Regions from separate parts of the Mus musculus genome. Here all the other regions are linked to region 3. Evidence: chromatin contacts called from public Hi-C and HiChIP or PLAC-seq data. All regions are on one chromosome and are shown on one strand. The core of a region is the stretch at or near the end of the contact, and the rest is flanking DNA. Distances in the headings are between cores, read along the strand shown. Region 1 overlaps Asb18 (ankyrin repeat and SOCS box-containing 18). Region 2 overlaps Gm34992 (a long non-coding RNA gene). Region 3 holds the start of Ackr3 (atypical chemokine receptor 3). Region 4 overlaps Gm34992 (a long non-coding RNA gene).

Region 1 (2,932 bases), core at 311-2,810, 200 kb before region 3:
TGTTGACCATTTCATTAAATAAACAAACCAACCAACCTAGAAAGCAACCCACTCTTCCCCCGAGTTGTTAACCGAACGTGGTTACATTTTAGGGTGTCTCGTAAGGTTTTGGGGGTTCAGAGATGAAAATCCCATCTGCGGGGATCACACAGGACAAGAAATTCATGTTTGGAAGACCCCCAACAGGAGCCGCTTAGTCTTCCTCCCCAAAGCTGTGAGCAGTCCCCTGGTGTGTGAGTGACACTCCTTTCTGACCCCGTGTCCTGGGTTAGGCTCTTCACCCCCTCCACCTCTAAATGACCCTGCCTATGCACAGCTGGCCTGCACAGCTGGCCTGCACAGCTGGCTGGCACAGCTGGCCTGCACACCTGGTCTGGGCAGATGGACCCACTTGCTCATCCTTATCCTTTTCAACTTAGTCAAAACCAATGCACAGCCCCAAGATTCCACTCTGGCTTTGCCTTCTTTTCCAAGTCTGGTCCACACAGAAAGCCAACTTCTTTTAAATGTAAATTTGTGTATAAGTTGCTGAAAATCTGATCAAACCTTGAGGGACTATGGTAAAACAGAAGGACCAGAGACTGTGGTTTTGTTTTAAATACAGAACAAATTGAGAGTTCTTAAACTGGCAGACATCACACCAGGTCTGCAAAAATCTCCACTGGATTAGGAAAAAAAGACGGTCTGGGGTGTTTCAGAACAGGGGTGTCAGTTGTAGGTCTGGGGGTCAGTAGGAGCCCATTGGGTGAGCAGGACTTGGGATGTGACTGTTATTGTGCAGTGGGCTGAGGTAAAGGGTGTGTGCACTTCAACCTGAGAGGGGTGGTATTCTGAAAGCTTCAGGGAAGATGATAAACTACAGTTCTTTTAAAAAGAAACTCTGAGTGATTCCTGGTGGAGAAGCACCACACATGAGGCCTCAGAGCAGTGCCTGATACTTTAGTTGCCGAATAGAATCACCTGAGGAGCTACAAAAGGCAGGATGCCAGGACCCCAGCCTGAAGACTTGTGCTGGGTTGGGCTGCATGCCGCCTGAACATCGGGACCCTAGGAACTGTCTGAGCACTTCTATCTGCAGCCAGGTTGAGACCATGCTTGGCTGGGGACACTGCAGGTGCTGCTTTCAGGTGATCCATGTGAATATACGGAGGGGAAACGGCGAGCATGAAGCAATCGGCTCCAAATGATCTCAGCCAGCCAGAGCAGTGGCTGATTCCGTCTGTGATCCAAGCCGTTGGGGAAAATCCAGGCATAGAGGACCTGTTTCTTGTGACTCAGGGGTCTCGGACTGCTGTTCACTGTCCGGGTCCTCCTGTTTATGTCTCTAGAGGCTTCACTTTCTCGATGGGTAGTTTAGAGGTAATTGGTGCCAAAGGCATACTGATGTTTGCGCCCAAATTTAGGTGACACAGATGCAGCAAGCTATCTGGAGTTATTTTAAACCATCAAAGCATGTTTGTAGAGACCTGACTTGTGTCAACAAAGGGTCAGTTCAAGTTCACTTACTTTGGCTGTCAGAACCCAGAGTCCTTCCTGGAGTCCACAAGCAACAGTGCTTTGCTGCCCATGGTCCCCTTTGATCCCTGATATGAGCTTGCGTACATCTGGTTCTGCCTCTACACTGGCCCACAGTTGGTCTGACTTTTCTTAGCTAGCATCTTGTTTCCCAGTTAGGTTGCTAACTTAACATTTATCCACATTAGCAGTTACACTGAGGATGGGAGTGAGGTGGTCACACCTCACAGCTTAGGAGACCACTCTCTTCAGTTCCTCTTCCTGTCTGAGTCTCTGGTGTCACCATGAAATCTTCCCTCTTTTCTTGCAAGTGAGGTTCCCCCTCTCCACCTGCCCAGGGAGCTGGTCCTACCTAGAAATGCTCCTGAATGCTGTTTTCTCCTGGAGAGAGGGTTAGTAATGAATTTCATTTGCCCCAAGTCAGCAGATTTAGTAGTTTTATTTCTTCAGAAGAACCAGCAAAGGTTGCCACCTTGTTTGTACGGTAAACCCTGGCAGAGTGCTATACAAGTGAAAAGGCAGAGTGCGGAGTGAATGGATGTCGAGGAAAAGAAAAATCTAAGCAGGCAGGGACGCCCAGCTTCTGTCTGAATGACAGAGTGAGAAGCCATCTTTTCACCCTACCTGAATATCATATTGCAGAGATACTTGAGATTTAAATAGTAAGTATGATGCTTTATCCACAGAAGGGATAAAAATTAGTCTTTTCTAACTGCTTCTTGTCATGGAGACAGCTAATGAGAGAGATTATTATTATTTTGCCTCTAGATCCAGTGATGGTGGACTCCACATTCAGATGGCCCCGGGTTGCACACATGATGGAGTTTGAGGGTGATTCCTATCTCCTTGCTGTACCAGGATCTTGGTTTCCTGTGTCCGAGCTGACACAGGATCATGTTTTCCCTTCCCAAAGAGCAAGTGAATATTTGCACTCTTGGGACTTGGTGGGACAATCCAGCCAGGTCTGAATGCTGAGTGCTGGGAGGCCTGGTGACATGGCTGGCCCCTTTCTCTTCAGTAGCAACTTTCTGTGTGTCCCAGGCACAGGGAAGAGCTTCCGAAGCAGCAGGAGGCCCCATCATTTCCCCACTCTCAGTAAAGCCAAGGCTTGGCTTCCTTCCTGGACCACTGGAAAGTGCCTGGCTCCCTGCTGGGGTCAAGTGTCTGAGTAAGGGACAGGTCGAAGGGGCCAGAAGTCAGTGTGTGATACACCAGAGTCTATGCCTGTTCGTTTGAACATGCTCATTTGTATTGCTGGCCCAGTCAGCGTGCCCCTTTTATAAATGGCCATTGTGGTGGTTTGAATGACGAATGTCTCCCCTAGGCTCAGGTATTTAAACAGTTGGTTGCCAGTCAGCAGTGCCCTTTGGGGAGGTCATGGAGCCCTACTGTGGGAAGTTTGTCACTGGGAGTGAGT
Region 2 (2,945 bases), core at 140-2,639, 200 kb after region 3:
TGAGAAAGAGGGAAAGCACAGGGAGGGGGAAGGAGGGAGAGGATGAGGACGAAGAGAAGAAAAGTGAAGGGGGAGGAAGAGACAGGCGAAGAGGGACACATGGAAGAAACAGGCTTCAGGTGTGCCCTCGGAAAGAAAGACCTCAGAAGCCGAGGAAGAAAATATTCTAGAAAAGTCAAGTTTGCCTGATTTTCCAGGGTTACCACCTGAGTCCTGGTCCTCACTGGACTTGATGGTTGAGACATCAGTGGTATCAACAACAGGAGTAGTAGAAAGAGCTCTATGAATTCAGGCCTCGGGCATGGCTGCCAGATATTTAAAAAAAAAAACAAAAACATTTCTTTCCTGAAAATGCGATAAGATGAAACAAAGCTCTCTTGAGTTTAATGATGGCGTGGATTGTTTGAAATGCCAGCAGGGAGGCTGGAGTGACACACAGCAGTTAAGACAGTTACTGCTCTTACAGAAACCGAAAGCTTGCTTCCTAGAACCTATGCTGGGCTACTCTCAACCACCTGTAACTCCAGCTCCAGGGGATCCAAAGCTCTCTTCTGGCTTCCATGGGAACCCACAATGATGTGCATAAACCCAAATACACACACACACTCGCACGCATACACACACAGAGGCACACACAAGGAGGCACACATAGACATAGACACATATACATAGACACACACAGACAACATAGAGACTCACAAACACACAGAGATAAACAAATGCAGACCCAGATACGGATACACACACACACAGATACATAGACACACAGAGAGACACACAGATAAACACACACATACACAAGTACAGATACACTCAGACATAAACACAGAGGCACAGATACACACAGATACAAACAGACACACACACACATAGAGATACACATGGATAAACATACAGACATACACAGACACAGATTACACAGACACACACACAGACACAGGGACACACACACACACACACACACACACACACTTGTTTATAACATAAATATAAGACGGTACTTTGGAAGGTATGGAGCCTAGCAGTGTGGCTTCTTTCTCTTCTTTCCCCAGGAGAGTTCCTATTTGCGGGTATCTTGCCTTTCTGGATGCGGTCAGAGTAAAGCTGCTCTTGGATGTGTTTGCTGAAGGAGGATGTAATTAGAAAACCAAATCTGCAGGCAATCCATGAAAAGCACTGGGCTCATTTCCCTAAAGTGGTAATTGTCAATAGGAAGGCAAACACTGTGGATTAGACTCCTGGATGAAATCCACTCTCCAGAACGCAAGGGTCATTTGTTTTCACAGAGCTTGCAAACATCAATGTTGACAGGCAGGAGGAAATGGAAGTGGGCCCAGGGCTGGGCAGTGCCCTTGATCCAGGTGGCCTTGTTTACCTGGGACTATTGTAACCTGACAACAAAGGGGGAGAGAACCCCGGGGTCTGGTTGTCCTCTTGCTAGGCCTCACATGCTGTGCTGGAACATGTGGATCCCTCTCCCCCACACCTGTCTAAGTCTGGCCCCCTATTTCAGACCTAGTTTCCATGGTTCCCAGGGCAGGTGTGCACAGCCACAAACGTTGTTTCTTTCTGAAATGCTCCCCGTGACCTTCCTGTGACCTCCTCATGACCTCTCCCCTATGCCTCCTCTTGGTTTGCTTTTACCTTGGCTGACCTTCAGAATCATTTACATAAGTGATTGATTACTTGGCAAATTCTTCTATTCATAGAGAACAGGACAATGCTCATAGATTTATTATGATTTATTAACTCAGCCATTCAGACACTTGTTTGCCTTTTATTTAAGGTGAAGGTTTGCCTTGATGTAAACATGGGCCACCCATCCGCCTTGATGTTTTGTTTGGTTTAAACATGGGCCACCCATCCCGGTGCTATGGGTAAAGACTCACTGGCTTTCCTGGCTGCCTGGCTGGGATGCAGTCTCTGTAGATGCTTCTTGTTCACAGGAACTTAACAGGGCCCCCAAATGGCTTCTCCCCATTTCTTTCCATACGGGGTTTTAATGCCTTTGACTCTAAAGGTCTCTAAGCCCCCAGTGTTGAGAGGATCCTCCTTCCAGGCTCTGGGAAGTCTCTGGTTTATGTTCTCAAGCCTTCTTTATGGTGGAGCTTTGCCAGTAAGATGCCCTGCACATTCCAATGGGCGGGGGCTGGGGGAGGGAGGACGGCTGTGGCTCCTTGTGTGGCTTTCCTTTCTTCCAGGAAATCTCATTTCCAGGGTCCTGACTTCTAACTCCAGTCTCCCTAGCAGCCTCCTCTGTGTCCTTGAAACCCTGGTGGCTACAAGTTCTACCCTTTTGCTTTTTCTCTCATGGGCAAAACCTACATCTGGCCAGGTACCATATCTTTGCATCCTCTGAGGTCCCTGTAGCTAAGTGACCTTTCCCCCTCCCCCCACTCACTCCTTACCTTCCCTGGACTTGTGTGGCTCTTACACACACACCCTCTGGGAAATCTTGGTCATTCTCTAGCTCAGTAGCTTTATTAACGTTGAAATTCTTCGGGAGATATGAGAGCATCTCCATAGAAGCACCTCCCTGTCCATGAAGGTCCCACTTGACCCACCTTCTGGCCTTCCTTTGAAGGGCTTCGCTGGAGCTCCAGATCATCTTGAGAGAAATTCAATCTCTTTACACTATTTCCCCATCCCTGCTCCCTGGTTACACTACCATGCATTGATGCATTCCCAGCTCAGGACAGAAGATAGAAGAGCCAGAGGAGGTAGGAAATGCTGTGTGTGTGCACAACCTCTCTGAGGCATCCTTGAGGCTTTGTGAAGCATTTATGATACCTGCATGGATTACTATACCATCCACCAGGTAAATGGATCTCCAGTCCCCTCCTCTCCAAAGAAATACTGGGGATGAGCATTCCATCCCTGTAACAATCTAATCCTTCGGGGCTTTCCAAGATTCACCTGATGGGTAGAAAATAGCAGTGGCAGGA
Region 3 (2,729 bases), core at 74-2,573:
GAGACCACAGACCACATCTCCGGGCCACAGACTCCGCCCACAGGCCTCAGGGCCTCTCCCTTGCATTGAGGTCACAGACTCCCCAGGAGGCCGTATGACCCCCCACCAGATCTCACACTACTCCTTGCAGACACACACCCCTCCCACAGCCCGGAAAGCAGGTGTGCTCCTCAGGAGCTCACTGAGCAGGATCTGCCCCGCCAGGAGTAAAGTGCAAGGCTGTTTAAACAAACCACTTCTTTTGTTAAGGTTTTTCCCTAGACCGAAGCTCTCTAGCCTACGTGAGACTCTGATCCCCAAGTTCTCGGGTTCCTGTGTTCAGCAGTCACTCTCCGGAGACTTAGAAAATAGACTCGGCAAGTGTTGGTGAAGGCAGATTTTGCGTACAGCCCGCGCCTCAACTGTGGGTGCTGTAACTGCCTTTCAGAGGCCCAGGGGGGCATGAGAGCAGAGTGACCACCAGCCCTTTGGAGGGTGGGGGGCACTTGGGGAGGCGTTACAGTGGCGCGGCTTTAAAAGTAAAGATTGGGTCATTTTGTGCTTGAGTTTTACTAAATGGGGAATTGCAAGAGACACATTTAAAAAACAAAACAGGGAATCTTAGCAATGTGCATCGCGATTAGAATGTAGATTTTGATAAAGATGAGGACTGCGATAAAAGTTGGCTAAGCTCACAATGACGACTCTACCTCACCTGCGACAAGGCCTTTTCAGTGACTGGCACTGCTCGACTCCGTGGAACACGGTCTTAATAGGGCCTTAAGGACTTTGTGTAAGAGTTCCAGCAGAATCTGGATCCAACCTAAAGGCACTTTCCCTCACTTCTGGGTGATGGCGGTACAGGGTCGATTAATCGTCCCCTTTCCAAAATGTGACTTCTGTCCAGGAGGCATCGACAAAGAAAGAGCAAGCTTGACAAACCAACATCGAAGTTCAGAAGTTCAGAGTAATTTGTCTTGGGAACAAAGTCTTCCCTGAAGCTACAGGCATTCAAAGGAACTCCCGGTGCTCATGGGATTATTAAAAGCTATACCTGAGACTGGATCAATATTCTATCATTTTGGAACGTCCTAGGACTTCTTTTGGTTTTTCTTCTGCTGACATTTCCCCCAATAGGATCTAGCCTTTGCAAAGGGAGGGATCTGAGGGCTCCCAAGAATGTGTTTGTGCAGGAAACAACAACCTAGAGAGGGTTACAGGAGGGCGTGTGCGCCTGTACAAGCCTGCATGCCTGCGCGCTGTGGTGGGAGAGGAGGGGCGGGAGGAGAGCCGAGGGTTGCAAAACTGCCACCTAGAGGCACTTTCCCGCAGTGTATATAAAAGGCAAGTCCGGAGCCCTGAGAGATCTCAGTTGCTACAAACTGCTCAGCACTGAAGGAGCCTGCAGCGCTCACCGTCAGGAAGGCAAACCACAGCCCAGGAAGCCCTGAGGTAAGTAAGAAAGCCTTGCTTCTGCGACAGCTTTGCCGAGCAACTACGGCAAGGGGCAGGACTCCTGTTCTTACGAGAACTGGGCTTTTTCTGAGAACTCTTGGATCCCTGAGCTGGGGGCTTTAGAGCCTGCAGGTCCGGATTGGAAAGCTCAAAGCACGCTGCATGCCTGCATTGCAAGCTACTGCTCCTGATTTGGGGGATCTGAGTTCAGTCATTTGTGGAGGGAAACCTCTGTGTATGTTTGTTTGCTACTGGACTCTGATTTGTTTCTGTGAGTACTTAAGTTCCAGGAAGCAGGGAAACTTTGCAGAGAATGTGGGATGCCCCATTGAGGTTGCCCAAAGCCAGCTTAGGGGTGAGCTTGGCATCACTGTTTGCCCACTCCTACTTCTGGTTATCAGATTGGCTGTAAAAACCACAAGCGCACTTCCAGAAAGGCATGTGATATGCCCAGAGGCATCCTTCAGCGGACCAGACAACTGGGCTGAGCATTCTGAGTCTAGGATGAGTTTAAACTCCGTGCTCTGGGGGGTGGGGATGGATTAATTCACAGCTCCTGAATTCTGGAAGTTGTAAATTGAATGTTAGCTCCTCTTCATCTTATCTCTTCATGGCACCCCTGCTAATCTAATTTTGAGTATTTATTGTTCTCCTAGAAAGTGTTGTCCAACTTCAATTGGGACAAAAAAAAAAAAAAGCAGACACTAAGAAATCTAGTATTTGAATTTAAATCTACTCTCCAAGTGAACTGTGAGTGTTGCTGACTTTTGTTAGGGTGCATAAAGGTTCACTGGGTGGCTGGGAGTGAGGGAGACTCTGAGGTCAGGGGATCCTGGTCAGCCAAGACTCCTGGCTGCTAGCTACTAGGAAAATGAGGCACTGTGAAAGGCAGACTGGCTGTCTCTTCCCCTTTCTCTCTCTGTCTCTCCATTCATTTGCTCACAAACAGATTAATTAATTGTTTCGATGTGAGGTAGGATCAAGCATCTTTTTAAAGGTGTCTTGGGTTAGTGGCATCCCTGAGACCCCAGTCTGTGCTGTGGCCAGTATGGAAACTTTGTTTTTCTTTGAAGGAGCAGATGCTGGCTTTGTGGTCTTTATTTAGTTCAGGAGAATGTGGAGCTCAATGGATAGGACCAGAAAGGAGGGATGGGGGTGGTTCTGTTTTTTTGTGCCTGGCTCGTTGCAGATTGTAAATGGATAAAGCCCCCAAGTCCCCGTCTTTCTCCCATCTGAATAGAAGCCTGCCCCAAATGAAATGAAAACCCTGTTTCGATCGGGAGCTGTGCACAGGC
Region 4 (2,806 bases), core at 171-2,670, 250 kb after region 3:
TCCATCATTGTGGGGAGAGTATAATAGAAGCATACATCTTGATGGACAGGGAGACTCACATCTTAGTGGACAGGGAGACTTACATGGTGGTGGACAGGGAGACTCACATGGTGGTGGTCAGGGAGACTCACATGGTGGTGGACAGGGAGACTCACATGGTGGTGGACAGGGAGACTCACATCTTAGTGGACAGAAGTACTTGCATGCTAGTGGACAGGAAGCAGTGGAGAAGAAACAGGAAGGGGCCAGAGTAGGGTGTAACCCCCAGATTTAAGCAGATCTTTCGAAGTGATGGGACAATGGGTGGTGGGCTGGACAAGAAGAAGCGGGTCACTAAGAGGAGGTTCTTAGGGGCTCCTGTGCCTCAGTCCCTGAGTCCTACTGCTACTCTGGGTTGTCTGACCACCAAGATTTGAGCTGACCTGCTATCTCCTCCCGACCATGGCAGATTGATGCCTCTGAAGTCATGAGGAAGACAACACTTTTCTGCGGGACACTGGTATGCTGCGTGTTTGCCACCATAGTGGATTGACGTGGCGATGACAGTCTGACCAGCACAAGCCAGCACTTCTTTTTCCTGGACAACAAATACCCAGCAAGTCAATGAACAAGAGGAAATGGCTCTGCCCAGCAAGATGGATGACCCACCTCTTCATAGGAGGTGTGCTCAGACACAGCCAGACTCTGTGTACCTTTCCCTCATGACCAGGTTTTGACCCTTTTGAAACCTTCAGTTGGTTCTATCTTATGGTACTTGTACAAACACACTTAGTGAAAAGGTGCTTGACAGATATTTGCACATCAAACAGAGGGAAGCAACCCAAAACCCAGCCAGGAGTTAGGAGCACAATCCCAGGGCTTCCCTTAGCAGGAGATGGCCAGGCCGGTAAGTGGCTGCTCTTCTGTGTCTCATAGGATAGTCTCTGGAAGTTTTTAGACATTTGTTTCTCTCTCTCTCTCTCTCTCTCTCTCTCTCTCTCTCTCTCTCTCTCTCTCCCTCCCTCTCCCTCTCCCTCTCTCTCTCTTCCCCCCCCCTCTCTCTTTCTCTCTCTCTCTCTCTGTGTGTGTGTGTGTGTGTGTTTTACCTGCATGTATGTATGTTCACCACCCATGTGCCTAGTGCCTGTGAAGTTCAGAAGAACAAATAGGATCCCCCAGACCTGGAGCTATGGATAGTTGTGAGCCACCATGAGGGTGCTGAGAATTAAACCCAGATCCTCTGTAAGGGCAGCAAGTGCTTTTAACTACTGAGCCATCTCTCCACCCATAGCCCTGTCTTCTTATGCAGTCCTTCCTTGCCCAGATGGAGGTAGAGTCACAAAGGAGCCCGGGGCTTGTTGATTAAGCGGTCTTGTTGCCAGGGATGCAGGCAGTGACCATCCAACCCCTGGTATCCTTGTGTGGGTTTACATTCTCCGAGCTTGCTGCTCTGTCGTAAATCTGCAAGGCACATGGGTTCTATTTTATGTTGCAAGGCTTAGACTTTATGGGGCATGTCTGTTTCCTTGGTCAATGAACGTTTTCTAAATCAATAAGGGAAACAATAGTCCTGAGAGAGTTGAGGCTTCTCCTGGGCTGGTGAGGGTTTTCTCTGCAGTGCCTATGCCTGGACTCATGTGTATGCTATAGCGTGCAGGATGCAATGGGATCAATTCTGCTTCAACAACATCTGGCAGGGCTGAGTTGGCTGGACAGGCATTTTTACTGGCTCCCCCCCCCCATGCTAATTTTTTAAAGTTGTTTGCAAGGATTGGCTGCATTAATTAAAGAGCTTTCTCAGGCCCGTGGTTTATGTTTGCTGGAGCCTGGGATTCCTCAGGCATCATTTTTACTTGCCGAGAATAAACTATGGGCCGGAGATGAAAATGCCTTTTAATTTTATCACCAAACCTGGAGAACGAGTCCTTACCCCTGCTCCACATATATTTAGTCTTAAGACTAAGTCACAGGGAAGAAACTTGAGGTGGTTTCAGGACAGGAGAAGGAGAATTCATTCTAGACCTCTAGGTAATAGGGAAACATCCAGGAAAGTGACTGGTGACTAGCGTCTTGCTGGGACACAGGTGCCCCCTTCTCGGGGGCATGAGGAATGACTCCCCAACGTCTGAACTAGAGAAACCTCTCCCTAGCCTAAGGGCTGATGACACTGTGTGTCAGAGCCAGGCAGTGCCCCACTAGGGTACTTACCTAGTTCCTCAGTACCAGATTCAACCAAGCCGTGTAGACACTCAGCCACAGCAGTGCTCAGCAAAGCTCATTTTATGTTAAGGTGGCAGTTAGTATTTTTCTAGGGAACAGAAGTGTTTCATGAATGTAGTCTTTTAAAAAGGATAGAAAGACATAAAAATGAAAATAAAAGCATCTACAAGGCACAAAGTTCAACAGGTTGCTTCTACAAAGGCTGCCGTGATGTTCTTTATATTTTATTAGACTTTGCCTGTGGCCTTTAACAGTCTGTAAGAATGTATTCTTTATGGATCCATAGTACTCCACATTATGATGTATTGTGACTTACTTGGCCATTTTCCTGCTATCAGGTATTTATGGTTTTGGTTTTGTTGTTGTTTTGTTTTGTTTTACTTTTCTCATTGTTAAAGACACAGACGTTGGACATTTTTGCACAAAAACCTCAGGCTGTATTTTCACAGGTTTTTAGAAAGACATATTTTGAAGGATGCAGAACTAATACTACTAACTCTTTCAGGATCTTGAAAAAAAATACTAAAAATGTGGAAACACACTGCCCAAACAACATTGCTTTCTAAAAACTTATGTTTATTTATTTATAGGTATATGAGTGTCTCTG

The links. Hi-C and Micro-C count contacts between places; a contact is called where the count stands out from the background. HiChIP or PLAC-seq counts read pairs in DNA pulled down with a chosen protein or histone mark.
Region 1: a contact with region 3 is called in a Hi-C map of cardiomyocytes, with 1.9 times the contacts expected there. The contact joins the enhancer-like site here to the promoter of Ackr3 in region 3.
Region 2: an H3K27ac HiChIP or PLAC-seq map of embryonic stem cells shows a contact between it and region 3, with 2.7 times the contacts expected there. The contact joins the enhancer-like site here to the promoter of Ackr3 in region 3. A contact is called at or near these places in 7 of 39 promoter capture datasets (the 3T3-L1 cell line, 3T3-L1-derived adipocytes, the SN4741 cell line and 3 more), 1 of 15 datasets of contacts at CTCF or cohesin (the NIH/3T3 cell line), 1 of 484 Hi-C or Micro-C datasets (nephron progenitors), 17 of 115 datasets of contacts at active chromatin or transcription factors (the NIH/3T3 cell line, craniofacial prominence, differentiating embryonic stem cells and 11 more) and 2 of 9 other capture datasets (adipose tissue and liver).
Region 4: an H3K4me3 HiChIP or PLAC-seq map of embryonic limb bud shows a contact between it and region 3, with 4 times the contacts expected there. The contact joins the enhancer-like site here to the promoter of Ackr3 in region 3. A contact is called at or near these places in 7 of 39 promoter capture datasets (the 3T3-L1 cell line, cranial neural crest, frontonasal cranial neural crest and 4 more), 10 of 484 Hi-C or Micro-C datasets (cortical neurons, embryonic fibroblasts, embryonic stem cells and 5 more), 18 of 115 datasets of contacts at active chromatin or transcription factors (craniofacial prominence, differentiating embryonic stem cells, embryonic basal ganglia and 12 more) and 1 of 9 other capture datasets (adipose tissue).

The regions. Positions count from the first base shown.
Region 1 is chr1:89,998,546-90,001,477 of GRCm38.p6, forward strand. All of the region lies in intron 1 of Asb18 (ankyrin repeat and SOCS box-containing 18), which reads right to left. Among named protein-coding and RNA genes, the nearest start is that of Gm34616, 4.6 kb to the right of the region's middle. Within about 2 kb of position 1,561, at least 4 of the 459 cell types and tissues checked have an H3K27ac peak or open chromatin away from gene starts, as enhancers often do. A contact at or near this core is called in cardiomyocytes, where this site is marked.
Region 2 is chr1:90,403,667-90,406,611 of GRCm38.p6, forward strand. The region is part of intron 3 of Gm34992 (a long non-coding RNA gene); the gene reads left to right. Among named protein-coding and RNA genes, the nearest start is that of Gm34992, 67 kb to the left of the region's middle. Within about 2 kb of position 1,390, at least 28 of the 459 cell types and tissues checked have an H3K27ac peak or open chromatin away from gene starts, as enhancers often do. A contact at or near this core is called in embryonic stem cells, where this site is marked.
Region 3 is chr1:90,202,657-90,205,385 of GRCm38.p6, forward strand. It overlaps Ackr3 (atypical chemokine receptor 3), which reads left to right and starts at 1,324. Exons shown (of 2, transcript NM_007722.4): 1 at 1,324-1,431.
Region 4 is chr1:90,450,776-90,453,581 of GRCm38.p6, forward strand. Gm34992 (a long non-coding RNA gene) reads left to right here. Exons shown (of 5, transcript XR_878387.2): 5 at 449-988. Gm28722 (a long non-coding RNA gene) reads right to left here. Exons shown (of 2, transcript XR_878390.2): 2 at 2,765-2,806. Among named protein-coding and RNA genes, the nearest start is that of Gm28722, 52 kb to the right of the region's middle. Within about 2 kb of position 1,421, at least 6 of the 459 cell types and tissues checked have an H3K27ac peak or open chromatin away from gene starts, as enhancers often do. A contact at or near this core is called in embryonic limb bud, where this site is marked.